2 separate regions of the Dromaius novaehollandiae genome follow, and region 2 is linked to region 1. The links are chromatin contacts, called in public Hi-C maps. All regions are on one chromosome and are shown on one strand. Each heading gives the region's core, a stretch centred on a gene start, on an enhancer-like site or on the middle of the called end of the contact. The rest is flanking DNA. Distances are from core to core; before and after follow the strand shown. Region 1 holds the start of CRACD (capping protein inhibiting regulator of actin dynamics). Region 2 holds the start of PDCL2 (phosducin like 2).

What was found. A called contact is a pair of places that touch in the nucleus more often than the background predicts.
Region 2: a Hi-C map of brain shows a contact between it and region 1, with 2.5 times the contacts expected there. The contact joins the promoter of PDCL2 here to the promoter of CRACD in region 1. A contact is called at or near these places in 2 of 4 Hi-C or Micro-C datasets (brain and liver).

The regions. Positions count from the first base shown.
Region 1 is chr4:57,620,810-57,628,452 of bDroNov1.hap1, reverse strand. It overlaps CRACD (capping protein inhibiting regulator of actin dynamics), which reads left to right and starts at 4,309. Exons shown (of 12, transcript XM_026093775.2): 1 at 4,309-4,446.
Region 2 is chr4:57,824,013-57,831,655 of bDroNov1.hap1, reverse strand. PDCL2 (phosducin like 2) reads right to left here and starts at 4,163. Exons shown (of 6, transcript XM_064511145.1): 1 at 4,109-4,163; 2 at 1,750-1,870; 3 at 192-282. The coding sequence starts at 4,114. NMU (neuromedin U) reads right to left here. Exons shown (of 8, transcript XM_064511770.1): 6 at 7,595-7,643; 7 at 5,825-5,864; 8 at 5,069-5,237. The coding sequence ends at 5,829.

The DNA of each region.
Region 1 (7,643 bases), core at 3,060-5,559:
CATGAAATACAGGACATGTGCCCTGGAGAGACGAGGGGTCCAGGAGAGCTAGTTTTTTTTTTTTTTTTTTTTTTTTTTCCCTCCAAGGATCACCTCTCCAGGCTCAAGAGTGGTCCATCCTATTGAGCAGGAAGTCAAGCAAAGGTGGCAGGAATAAGGAGCTCCTGATTAAACTCACATAGAAAGGAAGCATCAAGAGGTGTGGAAGCAGGGACAGGTGACCCAGGAGGAATGCAGAGAAGCTGTCTGAGGGTGCAGGGATGGGATTAGGAAAGCCAAAGCCCATGTGGAGCTGAATCTGGTGAGGGCCAGGATGGTAAGCAAGAAGGGTTTATGTAAGTATATGACCAGCAAAAGGAAGATGAGGGAAAATGTGGGCCTGCTGCTGAATGATGCAGGGGCCCTGGTGACAAAGGACATGGAAAAGGCCAAGGTACTCAATGCTTCCTGTGCCTCAGTCTTTACTGGTAAGATTTGCCTTCAGAAATCCTAGGCTCTGAGACCATGAGGAAGTCTGTAACTCTCAGTAGAGGAGAAAGGTCAGGGAACATTTAAACAGATTGGACATATACAAATGCATTGGATCTTGATCTGATGCATGCACGAATGCTGATGGTGCTGGCCAGTGTCATTGTGTCACTGTGAGGCCACTCTTGATAATCTTTGAAAGGTCCTGGTGATCAGGGAGAGGTTCCTGAGGACAGGAAGAAAGCAAATGTCACTGCTATTTTCAAGAAGGTCAAGAATGAGGATCTGGGAACTTGCAGTCCAGTTAGCCTCACCTTGATCCCTGGGACGGTGATAGAGCAAATCCTCCAGGAAACCATTTCCAAACATATGAACAACAGGAGGGTGGTTGGAAGTAGTCAGCTCAGTGGATGAGAGGAGACCAATGGATGTGGTTTATCTTGACTTTAGCAAGGCTTTTGGCACTATCTTCCGTAACATCTTCACAGACAAGCTGATGAAGTATGGATTAGATAAGTGGTCAGTGAGGTGGACTGAAAAGTGGCTGAACTGCCAGGATCAAAAGGTTGGTTTTAGTGGCAAAGGGTGTCTTTAGTCCACCTGGAGGCCAGTCACTAGTGGTGTCCACCAGGGGTCGATACTGGGACCAATACTGCTTAGCATCTTTTTTAATGACCTGGATGATGGGACAGTCTGCACCCTCAGCAAGTCTGTAGATGATACAAAACTGGGAGAATAGAAAGCAGCTTTGCAGAAAAGGATGTGGTGGACAAGTTGATCATGAGTCAGCAGTATGCGCATGTGACAAAGAAGGCCAATGGTATCCTGGGTGGCATTAGGAAGAGTGTTGCCAGCAGGTCAAGGAAGGTGATCCTTACCCTTTACTGAGCGCTGGTGAGACCACATCTGGAGTGCTGTGTCCAATTCTGGGCTCCCCAGTCCAAGAAGGATATGGATGTACTTGAACAAGTCTAGTGGAGGGCCACAAAGATGATCAAGCATCTGACATAGGAGCAGAGGCTGAGAGAGCTGGGATTGTTTAGCCTGGAGAAGAGAAGACACAGGGGGGATCTTATCATTGTGTTTAAAAACCTGATGTGGGGGGAGAGTAAGAAGATAGAACTAGACTTCCGCAGTGGTGCCCAGTGTCAGGACAAGAGGCAATTGGCACAAATACAGGAAATTCCATTTAAACATAAGAAAAAAATTTTTCAGGGTGAGGGTGATTGAACATTAGAGCAGGTTGCCCAGAGAACTTGCGGTGTCTCCATTCTTTGAGATACTCAAAATGTGACTGGACATGGTCCTGAGCAGTCTGCTCTAGTTGACCCTGCTCAGAGGTCCCTTCCAACCCCAGCGATTCTGTAAAATTTTCTGAACAGTAAGCTGATTAGGTTAACCTCCCTATATCTGTAGGGAGTTCATACTTTATTTCTTATATTAGATTGATTTTCTTATTTTAAATTATAAGGATAAAAATAATAGCATTACCATTGTTTTGGCTCAGTTTTGGATTTATCTATATTAGAGCTCAGGTAGATCATGAGTTTTGGCATATTTGATGGTATCTTTGCCTGTGCTACCTGTTTGTGGTGCTAGCTCAGCACTGTCTGAGCAGAGTTGCTTCACCAGGGATTTGGCAGGGGTGTTTCCTTTACCGTTCCAAGCCAGTGATGTAGGAATTAGATTGTTTGAACAAACTAGAATACCGTGATGGGAAATAGAGGAAAGGGGGAAAAGTGAGAATGTCAGTGCCTTTTTCTACTCAGTTTTAATACTGCTGAGAAACGACAGCCATTTTTTCTTGAATGCAGTTGCAGAAATGAGTTACAGCATGGTTGGTCTGCTGTCGGTAAGTCAGAAAGTCTACAGGAGTAAATGCTATTGTTCAGGAAGTTTGTACCTTTTTTCATTGAGCCTGGAAGTACAAAGAACATGTTGACATTCTGAGCTTTCTTTGATTTTAAAGTGATATGTGGGTTACTGGACTATAGCTGCGTGTGTTACCCTTTTCTGTATGCTTTCGTTTTGAATAAATGGATGAATGAAAACATACTGAATGGGAGGGGAATTACCGCCCCAGGGCAGCCTGCTCAGTGCTTTTAAATGGTGTGTTTGCGCCACCTAGGGGACTGATGTCTTCTCTAACGATCATGGCATTGACAAGTTAGGATTATTCCATAGAAAGTCTAGATACATCTAACAAACTCAGAGTGGGACAACTAATAATAAAGCCATCTGTTCTTTAAAGCCCATCCATCACTTTTCCAGTGAGGTTTACTATTGCATTACTTTCCAGCAAGTGTCACTTCTTAAGGAAAAAAATCTTGCTTTAGCTTATTTTTCTCCTCTGTGAAAGTGTAAAGTTGATCTTTGTCAAAACAAGATCTGATACAATTGCGTAATTGGAGTGATTGGAAGGACCTGGTAAAAGGTGAATTTACTTGTATTCTGATGGTTACTGTGGAAGTTTTGCATCTATACTGCCAAATTCTACTGCCTAAAACGTGTAGGATCTGCAACAGCACAAAGACAAAACGGAGCAAAACACCCGAATCCTTCAATGGGGTGTTGCAAAATCCAGCTCTGATAGTTGGGGTTTTTTTTGTATCCCTATATAAAAAATTGCTAATATAAAGATGCATTTAATATACTTAACGTCCCTCCAGATACTGGATCTGGTGCGTACAGCTTCATTTCTGGTGTATCTGTGAAAGACATCATGCCCTGTATGCTATGACTTTAGCAGTGAAGGGACTGAAAGAGGAATGGAATGCACCTCTTCTGGCTTATGTGACTGGTCATCTGTACAACACTGCAGGTGAAAAAAATGCCTTCTAGCATTTAATTAATGTTTATTCCAGAGACATACAGCTAATTTTTTGCACAGATAACACCTCTGTCTCAGGAATTCACTGAGTTGCGAATCACTGGTGAGTGGGAGAGTTTTCTAAGAATATAACAGTAAAAGCTTGCCTACCTATACTTACATGTTTCCTTTAATATGCAGTATGGGCCACAGAGACAGAAAAATGTGCAGTATAGATCTTTGGTCTGATCTAGCATAGGTACTATGTTTCTGTAAGATGCAGTTTCTTTTAGGAATAGCAGAAGGAGCATTCTGACTGGGCCAGAAAGTTAAGGAGCAAGCAGGATCCAAAACTGTGTGGCATTTTGTCCATGGGCGTGTCCGAATCCAGATAGTTGACTGGTAAAGTTTTCTTTCTCAGCAGTGTCAGAACATGGATCACGAGATCAGTTTTGATCCAAAAAGTGGCAATAAGGATAGGACTAAGTGCACGATCTGGCTTTGCTGCTCTCTCCTTGGAAAACTGGTGTCCAGCACTGGTAAAATCTCAGTGTAGATAGCAGAGCAGACGCGTGGGGCCCCAAAAGAGCCAATACGACCACCAGATTTAAGGATGTGGAAAAGAAGGGAGGGTGTTTCCTGTGCGGCTGTGGTGGGGAACAGCTGGTTTTTGTTTTTTATTTGTTGTTATTTCTCCCTTTTCTTAGTAAATGAGGAGGATCAAAAATTGTCTGGATCTGGTGCTAGCTGGGCACTGCATGCGAGCAAATTGGCCAACAGACAGAGCTGCAGGTCTGCTCTCTTTGGGCATTGCAGTGGGAGGGTGGGCGCGAATGGGCATTCCAGATAAATCCAGCCTGTGCCTTTCTTCCCGGTAAAAGGAGCTGAACAGGAGGTCGCGAGCGGAGCGGCGGCTGCGGGCGGCGGCGGCAGACCGCGGGCAGGGCCCGGCGCTCGGTGGGGCGGTGCCTCCCGCCGCCGCCGCGGGCGAGGCGGGCTGCGGGGCGCAGGGGAGCGGCTGAGCGGCGGCGCTCGCATCGCCATGGGGGGGCAGCCGCGGGGGGAGCCGGGGAGGCTGCTTGAGGCGCGCTGGGCGGCTGCTGCATCCACTGCAAGAAGAAGCCACCCTTTCCTCGGTCGCTGCTTACCAAACGAGCGAGGGAAAACAGGTAGGACCTTTTTGTCTCCTTCGCAAATCGCTGCTTCAGTGCGAGGCTTTCCACAGCCCAAAGCTGTTGCAGGCGGCTCTGCTGCTCTGCATCCTGACCTTGCTGCTCAGGCGTTAGCATCTCCCTGCCTCTGCTCAGCAGTCGCTGTGTTTCGGGACGGGCTGTCAGTCGGGGCTGCCCGCTATTGTTGGCCGCGGCGGGCGTTTCGGCACTGCCGGAGGAGGTGCGCTGCTTCCCGCCGTGCCCCCGAGATGGGGAGCCGCTTTTGCTACATGTGGTGCTGCGTTTTTGGATGCCAATGAAAAGCGATTGTGGCCGTGTATGTGCTAGTGGCAGCCGAATGCACAGTGAGGACAGCCAAAAAAACAGCACATGTAAGTAGCTCTATGCCAGGGTTCAACTACCTTTGTTAAATGGAAGGAGTAGGAACGCGTGTGGGTGATTTTCCGAAGGTGCTACTCTGTCGCTGCCAGGGAATTCAATGATTGTTATTTTTTTAAAATTTCTTCTATTTTTCCTTTGTTAGCGTTTTCCCAGAGAACCCTGTATTCTTTTAGCTTTGCTGAAAAGCACAATCTGTCAGAAAGATGACTTTGTTTCACACTATGCTTCTCAAGGGCTGCGTTGCTTTGTTTAAGCTCCTGTAAGCCATTTATCATATAACTGCCATCACGTTTTAATGAGCTATGAAATCTGCTGCTTTTCATGGTTGAAAGACACTAGTACATGGTTTCTGTTTCTTACCCTTTCCTTAAGACTGGAGCAGGTAAGCTAGAGGTAATAATAACTTGCATGGGAAATTGGTTTCTTACACAATCCCTTCTATTAGAAAATGTCTATTTTAGAGATAAAAATATGACTTAAATCTTTTCATTATATATCATTAAGAGATTTTTAGTGAATGGGGTTTGGGCTTTTTATTCATACTGCTGGTATTAACATGAATAGATCACAAATCTGCATATCTGTAGCTCACAAAATGTTACTATACTTCTGCTCTGTTATTTTAAGTGTAAAAATGCCCAGTGAAACACAGTTCACGGGGTGAGTAGAGACCTGGAAGCCACAACTGTGCATCCTGAAAATTTAATATGCCTGACAATAATGGCCCTGAAACTGATCTGCTCTTGGTTGTGTGGGGGATGGTGAGCAAAGGGAAAGGTAAGTGTCATTTACAACCACAGGCCTAATAATAAATATTCTGTAGATAATTTAAATTTGTTATATTCCTAAACAGATTTTGTGTATGTTCCTCAAACAGTTTATAGTATGAGAGAGCCTTTTTCTTAGAATTTTAGATGGTTTAGCCACCCAATAGTAGTAACGCTTATCAGGTTCTGTATTTTATTAGATTAAAGATAATAAATAGGGATTAGAATTGATTTTTATTTAATATTTAGTAGTGCACACTCAAGTACTCCCATCACCAAGATGATTCTAATTGCGCCTTGCATAGACAATTAAGTCTTTTAATTATATCAAAACATTAATCGGTGGACATAAGTGTTATTGTGAGCTTCTTCAACAAAGCTACTGATATTTTCTAACATGGGCAGTGATTAGCAGCTCTGCATATAACTTACTTTATGTGATTTGAATACAGGTCAGGAATTATCAAATTAAAAAATCCAGCTCTTTCTTGGTTGCCATCAGTCTAGCAGATAAGAGGTGCTTGGTTTTGAATATTTCATTCAACAGTGAACTTGAATTTGAGAGAGGCATCTATCTGTGAAGTGCATAGAAACTTTACATGAGAGTGATTTATTATGTACTTATGTCAGAGTTTGCTAATTATAAGAATTCCTCAGAAATCTTTTCTAATAAATATGGTGCTTGGAAAAGAGATTGCTACTGTTTGATACTGGGGCTTTTTTCCCTCTCAAAAGGAAAATATGTCTCAGAACATCCTGTTCTAAAACTAAGCACTCTTTTCAGATATCCATGTGGACAATCCTGCATTTAGAAGGAATTGTTTCACACTTATTAGAAATGAATATTCTTTCCTATACCTTGCGTAATGTGATTTATAAAATTGCACTGGTAGCAAACACGGTGTAAATTATTAATGCTCTTGCTGTATTCTAAAGCATTCTTTTTTTTTTCTTTTTTTTCAGTTTATTGCTTAGAGCTGATTTGGGCTCTATTGCCTTGTGAGGTTATACAGATGTTTGCAGTGGTGACTTGTTAATCCATTAGATAAATTTATTTTTTTACATCCAGTTACTGCAAACTAAAAATAGATTTACTTTAAAAAGGGGCTGTTATTTCGGCAGCATTATTTCGTTTTAATTGCAGATACTAAAAAGCATAATTTATTTTAGTTTCACGCTTCTGATTGCTGTAATAAGAATACTGAAGTTTTGAGGTTTCTTCTGCTTTGCCTATTAGTTATTCTGAATACCGTTTTGCCAGATATCTTAGTCAGTCTCTGAAAACTGAGATACCCCTGTGGGTAATGAAGCTTAGGGTTATTTCGATATATTCCTGGCGTAGATGTGTCAGTTAAGCTCTTTTTAAATAAGAAGTACATGGCATAATAAGAGTTGAATGAAAAGGGATAATGAAATTATGAACGTGAATATATTTGGTTGCTTTATTAAAATGAAGTCTAGTAAACACAACTAGAATTTTTATTTAGATAGCGTGTATTTAAATTGACTGCATTATATCTTTTTTTCCTCACAAGACAGTACAAGAAAATATTTTTTCATATTCTGAATTACTCATATTGGAAAATAGCTGACTCTGCTTTTTAGGAGGGTTTTTTTGCTCACACAAAATCAATACAGGAGTCCTTTATTTCTTAAAGGCCCAAATAGGAGAATTATAGCAAAAAGTACAGTCAATTTCTTAGGCATCCACAGACTCAGGGCAATATAGTTGCATAATAGCTTCCTTCAGTGTGATATAAATGTTGAAATGCTTTAAACACCTATGATGTTTTTTCATTAATCTGCACCATATGTATCTGAATAAGATTTAATAGAGTTCTATGAGTTGTGTAGTAGAATAGAATTTGTCAATTTTTAATAATCTTATAGAAGACAACATGAAGTTATAGTGTTAGCTTTAACTACATTAGTGCTTCCACTGGACAGGCCAAATTGTACTTCTTTATCTATTATTTAAATCAACTAGCGATGGATAAAATGTGTGCTTGTTTCCATGGAGATTCTGAGTCCTGTCTTTTGGGGAAC
Region 2 (7,643 bases), core at 2,914-5,413, 200 kb before region 1:
TTCCTTGCAGATACTCAAAAGCCGTCTGGACACGATCCTGGGCAACGTGCTCTAGGTGACCCTGCTTGAGCAGGGGGGTTGGACTAGATGATGTCCAGAGGTCCCTTCAACCTCAACCATTCTGTGATTCTGTGGACACGTATAATAGTGACATATGCATTGTTAATCTGGCTAGGAATATCTTACTATACCTGTACATTTCAACAGCTTTCACATCAGCCTCATCGAAGTCATCTTCAGCTTCCTTTAATTCTTTAAGATTCATTCTTTCATAAGGTTTCACTAGAACAAACAAACAAAAAATCATCTTTTGTTCACTAAACTATCTGCAAACACTGTAAATGTCTGTATGAAAATTATTACACAGACATGGAATTAATGAAAGAAAAAATGTACCTGTAATTTCAGAGATTAGTCAATTTTGGTATACCTTTGGTTAAGAGAGAAAAAATGAAATTATTTAACCATAACTGATATTTACTTGCTTAGGTACTTGCATGTGCTATGCTCTTGGATCTAACTACATCTGTACCGGATTCTACTTCCGCCCAGACCGACTGATGGGAGTCTAGAAAGGATTGCAAAAGTCTGCAAATGAATGATCACAGATCTCAAAAAAAACGGCTTAAAAATAAGTCCAAAAGGACTGAAGTTGTTAACATAGAACAGTGATTTAAACAGTGTAGCACGCAGTGGTATGCCATTCTGCCACTTTTTTATTTTGGGATATTACCTTCTAATACCTCTTTAGATAAACACCATTCTGATGAACAGTGCCTCCAAGAATTTGGCAGAAGCTGCTGCTGAAGCCACAAAGACTGTGTGTTTTCCCTGTTGTAAATTGTCAAAGGAACACAGCGGATTGTCAAAGAAACACACAGAGCTGAAAACTGCTGAACCAACTGTAATTTGCCTCTCAATTTGGAAGTCTGTAATTTGTCACAAAGTGAGAATTACTACAACACATTTAAACAAGAGCCTAAGTGGCTCTATGCAAAGCTGCTTGCCTGCAGGAATGAAGTTGGTACCAACAGGCACAGTTTTACACAGGGGTGCCACTCCCAGTTCCTACTATGGTTGTAATCACACTTTTGTGCTTTTTATTCTTCCAGGGGAAACTATGGGAAGCCATAGTAACAGTAACAATTTTCTAATACATACAGGTATCTGCAAAGAATACATTTTTCTTCATGCCCACTGTGGACAGGACATGGATGTTTGCATGTCAATACCTGATTTTGGACAGCAAAGATACTTGATGTACAAAATTGTGATGACAGATGTAAAAGACTGTCAATTTGGCTCATAAATTGCAAAACTTTTCACAGAAATTGAAAATATTAATCATATGAGGAGTTTGGAGTAATGGAAAACAGTGACAGGAAGAAAAATATTTTGCTGCTGGAAAGCAGAAAAGCAATTAAAATGAAATCCACATGTTCTTACCGAAATACAGGAGTGTATTACTACCAATTTCTTTGCATGTGAATCTTGCTTATACTGCCTAGTCCCTTTGTTAAAATGATGCAAATGAGTTAGCTGTACATAACAGATGCCGTAATGTTTGTCAGTAAAGTTACAGTATGTTTAATTCAGTATCCTTTTTTTTAAAAAAAAAAATCAACTGGGTGAAAATAATTAAAATAATATAATTATTATGCAATATTTACAGCTCAAAAAGCATTACTGCAAATACCTCAGCCTTCCAAATGTTGTTATATTAATGACATATATTTTGATTTTACTTGCCTTCTGCTTCTTTCTGCAAGCGTAAAACCATTTCTTCAATTTCATCTTTTGGTTTTTCTTTTGGAGGAAGAATTCCAAAGTCTCTCAATACATCATTCCATTCAGTATCTTCATTTGGATCCTGTTTTGATATTATGAAACAAAAATAAGTCAACAAATTAGTCACCCATGCCCCTTTTTTATACCAAAACCAGAACTTTTTCATTGTGCCATATAGTAAGGCCATAACAAATGCACACCATTACTTAGACTCTGCAATGTCTTCATGGACCATTCTCTAATCTATCATGAATTTTCATTTGGCATTTTTCACTTCTGGACAGACAACAGCAAGAAAATGAAAGGAACCCCCCCACCCAATTTAAGTATAATTAAACCTATCTCAGTCTCCAAAATATCAGTTAAGATTTTGTCTGAAAGATATATAGAAACCTTCTTCAGAAACCCAAAACATCACTCACATATACATATTTAAAGAAATAGTTTTATAAGGCATGACTTCTGTAGTAATATTTTAATTGACATTTTGAATAAACATGTAAAAGCATGCCTAGAATCAGAAAAGAAAAAAACCCAACTTTTTATTTTAAATGAATAATACTAATGGGTCAACATAAATTACCTGATATACCATGTTTATTTACATCACACCACTTCTGCATGTATACATGCACACAGGAAAAGTGAAATAAAGGTTTAAGAATAAGTTATATGTTCTCCTTCTTTGATTGAAAAATATAATCCTTTGTAAAAAATAAAAGAGAAGATCCACATATAATCCTAAAATAGATAGTCACTAATGGGCCTGGAGTAGGAAAAACCTAAATGAAGATTTGCTATAGTTAATTCCCAGCATTTACTTATATAAGAAATTCTGTCTTACTGCTTGTCTTATTACATGTTTTAAATTCTTCACCAAAGAAGAATTTTTACTCAGGTGCAGTCAGGATACCAAAAAACCCCACAGAACTAAGACGACTACTCCAGGGGAACCACCGAAGAAACAACAGTGATACACATGCACTTCGGCCTCCATACAAATGCTCTCGTGCCTGACTTAGGTAAGGATTAGATTCTGCCTCACAGAGTGCAAAATTTTTCTCCGTAGCAGAAGGATTTGGAAGGATTGAGAGACATAAAGCTCATAATAATCATAAACATAACTGGACAAATACATTTCAAAACCATACAACAGAAAAGGACTACTGAAACAGAGGCTGAATGTAGGTAACTTTAAACTAGAAGACGAGCTCCAGCCAGTGTTTGCCAGGAAAGATTTCAACACTTTGTGTCTTTCTGTAAATGTACATCCTAAATAAAGTCTCTCTACGGTATTTTACTTAAGTAGTGTACTTTATACCATTTCTTTTTAATGTTTATAACTCTCAACAGGTTCGTGAATTGATTAACTGATTGTACATTGGACCTTTTCTAGGTACTTTTACATCTTGTAAAAGCAAGAATTGGATCAAGAATACTACATTTAACATCATGGTAAACATAAAAAAAAAAGGCCTCTGAGATAAATCTGAACTCCAATGTCAAGGAAGGGAAGATCAGAAGCTGCCAAATTTTCAACAATTTTTAACCAATTGAGTTAAATCAATGCTTAAGAACCCAAGTGTTAACCTATCAGTGTAAGTTTGCAGTATATGCACAGAAGAATTAAATTGTGTGTCAAAAACTTCATCAGATGTTTGACTGTAACTGGCAAAGGAGCCAAGCAACAGCAAAAATGATCTGACATAAACTGGTTTCAGTAGAAAGCTGGACTACCGAAGCAGCATTACTCAACTAGCAGGTCACACTCCCAAACAAGAAAACTTCTCACAATACTTCTTACTGCTGCCAAAGATAATATCACTTATCGCTAGCTTTGCCAGGGGTGATACTCACACATATTAAGTTTGACCCCTAGGCTGGGTAACTTCAATTCTGGAGAGTAAATAACACTTCTAAGCTAAATTTAAGTATTAATTTTGCACCTTCCTCTTTGGGCAAGTGACACAATACTTTACAGCCTGCTACATCTATGATCACCCAGCTACCACAGTGTAGTATTTTATTATTCATAAAGGATATTAATAATTAAGTAAACTGCTAAAAAAAAACCAACAACAACAAAAAAGTCACATAGCCTCCCTGACGTATTTTCACAAGAAACCCCACACCAATCGCTCTTCTAACCCGTCACTTCTCCGGACACCCCGCAGGGGCCGGGAAGGCTTCGTGAGGTCCCTCTCCGCCCTCGGGGGCGCTGCGGCGGGCTTGGCCGCACCGAGGAAGCCCTCCGCGGCCTACGGCTACGCTCCTGCCCTCCCGACCATCTCCGCTTTTCCTCCCCGCTCCCGGACCCCACCTGCATAGCTACGCCGCCCCACGCCGCCTCGCTCCCCTCACGCAGGTTTGACCCGGCGGGCGGGCGGGCGGGGCGGGGCGGAGCGGCCGTTGGGGCGGGGCGGCCGGCCCCGCCCCTCACCGGGCTAACGGTCGCGGCACCGCCCCGGCCGTTGGGGCTGTTTGGGTTGAGCGTCGCGGCCGTTGGGTGCCTGCGCCTGAGGCCGGCTGCCCCGGCGCTTATGCCGCTCGCGCCCCTGCTCCCGCGGCTGGCGGAAACGGCACCAAATCGGTAGTGGGGTCATTTTAGGAAACCGCGTAAGGGGTCGTAGGTTGCCTCATGTCATGGCTTTTGTTTGGCCTTCCTACACACTGAACATAACAGAGATTCTAATTATATAGTTTTTCTTCACTGAAATATTTATATTTTTTGAAACATGGCATTTTCTCATGGGTTTTCTTCCCTCTGCTCCCTTAATTTTGTCACAGTGCGGTATTACATGTTGTGGTAGAGCAAAAAAAATGTATCACATGAATTAGACCTACTGCACCATTTTATCAGGCATGAAAGCTTGGCTTCAGCATACATCTTTTTTGTGGGACTGAGTTTACTTTTATTCAATAATGAAACAATATGCATTTCCAATAAATAGGAGAGCACAATAAGAATGTGCAAATGCAACACTTTGGCTACATAAGTTAGCATAAGTATTAATAAAGGAGCTGCAGAATGTTATATTACAAAATAAGCTGTGATTTTAAAGACAAATATTTGCAGTGTTCTGAAAAAAAGTCTACATTGCAAACATTAAAACAACTCTAACTGAATGCCTTTATTTGGAAGGGAAAATAAATGTAAATATCAATACTGTTAGAGGCAGTGTCTTCTACATGCATACACTGTGACTTTTTTACAGTTGCACTACACACAGTTGTAAACACAACACTAGGAAACAAATAATTTTAATATGCTTTTAATATATTCAGGAAAGTAAAGAAACATTTCAGTTCTTAACTGAATCTAGTTTAAGAACATTTACATTCTAGTGATTTTTGAATCGTACATTAGTAAAGAAAAATTTTTGTAAGGAAAACAGTATGTCCATGTACTCCGCATTCCTGCAGCATTTCTAGATCAGGAATCTAAAATCCTGAAAAATAAGAAAAAGCTTTAGCTGTTGATATGACATAACACTAAATGCTTAAAATATGATAGAGCTGTAAAATGTATTAGATAAGACAGCATTATAATACTGGCAAAGAAAAACTTTTTTATATCTCCAAAGAGTTGAATCGTTTGAAATTAAATTGGGAAGTCAATACTTAGTTTCAGTGTGAGTTTTCTTCTGTGTAAGAGCAGAAGGATTAGCCCCAGAATGCCAGCTTACTTCTCAGTATAGACTTGACAGGTAGTTGGATTGGTGCTTCCTTACATCCACTTACCATCATTAGTAATTTTCCAAACTCTGCAAATCTGGGGTGTTTTCCATTTCTTGCTGCCTGAAACACCTCCGATTTCTTTGTTCTAGGGAGTGAGTACCTACGGCTTCTATTCACTCCAGTTTGAGATAGGTGAATTTAGTGGATCTGGAAAAATCTGTCTGCAGAAATCTAAGTTGACTGCACAGTTAAAGACTTTCAGCGTTAAATACTACTTCTGAACATAAATATTTGGCCTATTTGTATAAAGATCAACATATTTAAATATAGATCTTGATTAGAAGCATTATATAAATACCTCCTTAGTGAAAATCCACTGATCTCCTTCCATTGCGTGGCTGAAAGACAAATACCCAACAAGCAATCTGTAAAACTGACCAGTTTCAACAAGAAAGCCGCACAGAACTCAGCATATATAGAAATTGGTAAATTCCTCAGTTTTGTCACGGTGATCATCATTAAAGATAAACCTGAGACCAGTTATCATTTAATGCACAACCACCTCAGGAGGAAAACTACACAGTACAATTTCAACTTTTAAGATCAAAGAATGAATTATGCCCATTTTGTATGATGTTGTGAGAGAAAAAAAGCCACAAGAAGTCACTCTAAGAGACTGTTACCCCTCCTTTTTTGTGGCAATTAACAAACAAATATATAAAGTCACTTTCAATGATTTTAAACTGTGTTCTTTAACATAAGTGAAGTGTTTTTCCTTTTTCACCATGGCCATTGCAGTAAAATTTTGCCCTACCTGGGGATTTGATTCACTTTCTACTACAGCTAGTAAAAAGCTCTTACTGAGCTTAATAAGGATTGGCTGTTTATTCTGACATGGTGAGTGCATCATGGGTTAATTAATTATTTAACTGTGGGTTAACATAACTGATAACTTTGGCCTATCATGAGATCTCTAAAGGTCCAAGCCTGACACATGAGAAATATAAGTATACAAACATGTCTTCTTTTCACTAGCTGCTTTCTTATTCAAACAGAAAAAAAGATTAACCAAAATGAAGAAAATCACTATCAAGTCTGACTTGACATTTTTAGCTTAATGCATTTTGCATAAACAAAATAAAAAGGCTCTATGGCATGAAAGATGGACAGAGTAGGTTCATTGTCATGAGAATTTTTATATATACTTTCCAACCTTACTGGTCAAAATACAAGGAAAATGGAAGGTCAGGCTCAATATCTGTCTTGGTACAGTAAGTAAGCACGGCATTGTATTTATGTAACATATAAACACACTGTTGAACAATGCTTTAGAAGATTTTGAAAGATGCCATATTTTCTAGAACTCTACTTTTCTGAGAATTATATAGATAATAACCAATGATTTACTGAGAAATAGCATGGCATCATGTGAATACACATACAAAAACTTCCTGCTATGTCTTTATTTTAATTATAGAAATGCCTGGAACAGATCTTGAGATGTCCTATCCATGCCTCATTCCTATCAGGTGCATGTCTAGCGTGTTCTAAAACCCTCCATTGCTAGAGAAAACTGTAAACTTCCATCAGTCTAGTACACTGGTGAAGTACCATAACTTCTAAAAAAAATTTCAAATATTTTAGAAATTCTTGTTTTGGGATAAGAGATCTTAGAATATCAGTTCACTACATTAAGAGGATCTTTCTACTGATCTCTTCGAGGTGATGTTCACTTTTTAAGATCTTTCACTGTAAATATTTATCACAGTGAAAAAGGTATCAGTAAATACTTAAATTTGAAAGATTCTAAGCACATACAGTATATTTTTATTTTTAATCCATTTTTGATACTTCAATATCACCGAGAGATTCCAATCTAGCCCTGTTATCCTTACAACTGTACAAACACAGATTGTGCCATGCAGAATGCATCCTGTAAAGTCTCTGGAAATTGTATTGCTCGTCCTCTGCAAAAAAAGACAAACATCTTTAATGGAAATACTTATAGCAGGATGCTAATACTGAAAAAAGTTCCCTCATACACAGTAATTCTTACTCTAATTCACTGATTCTTCTACTCTGTTATGTAACACTTAATTTGAAAAGAAAAAAATCAAACAAACCGTACCCTGAAGAAAAAGTAGCCTCTACTTTGAATCCCTCCAGGTCCTTGAAGT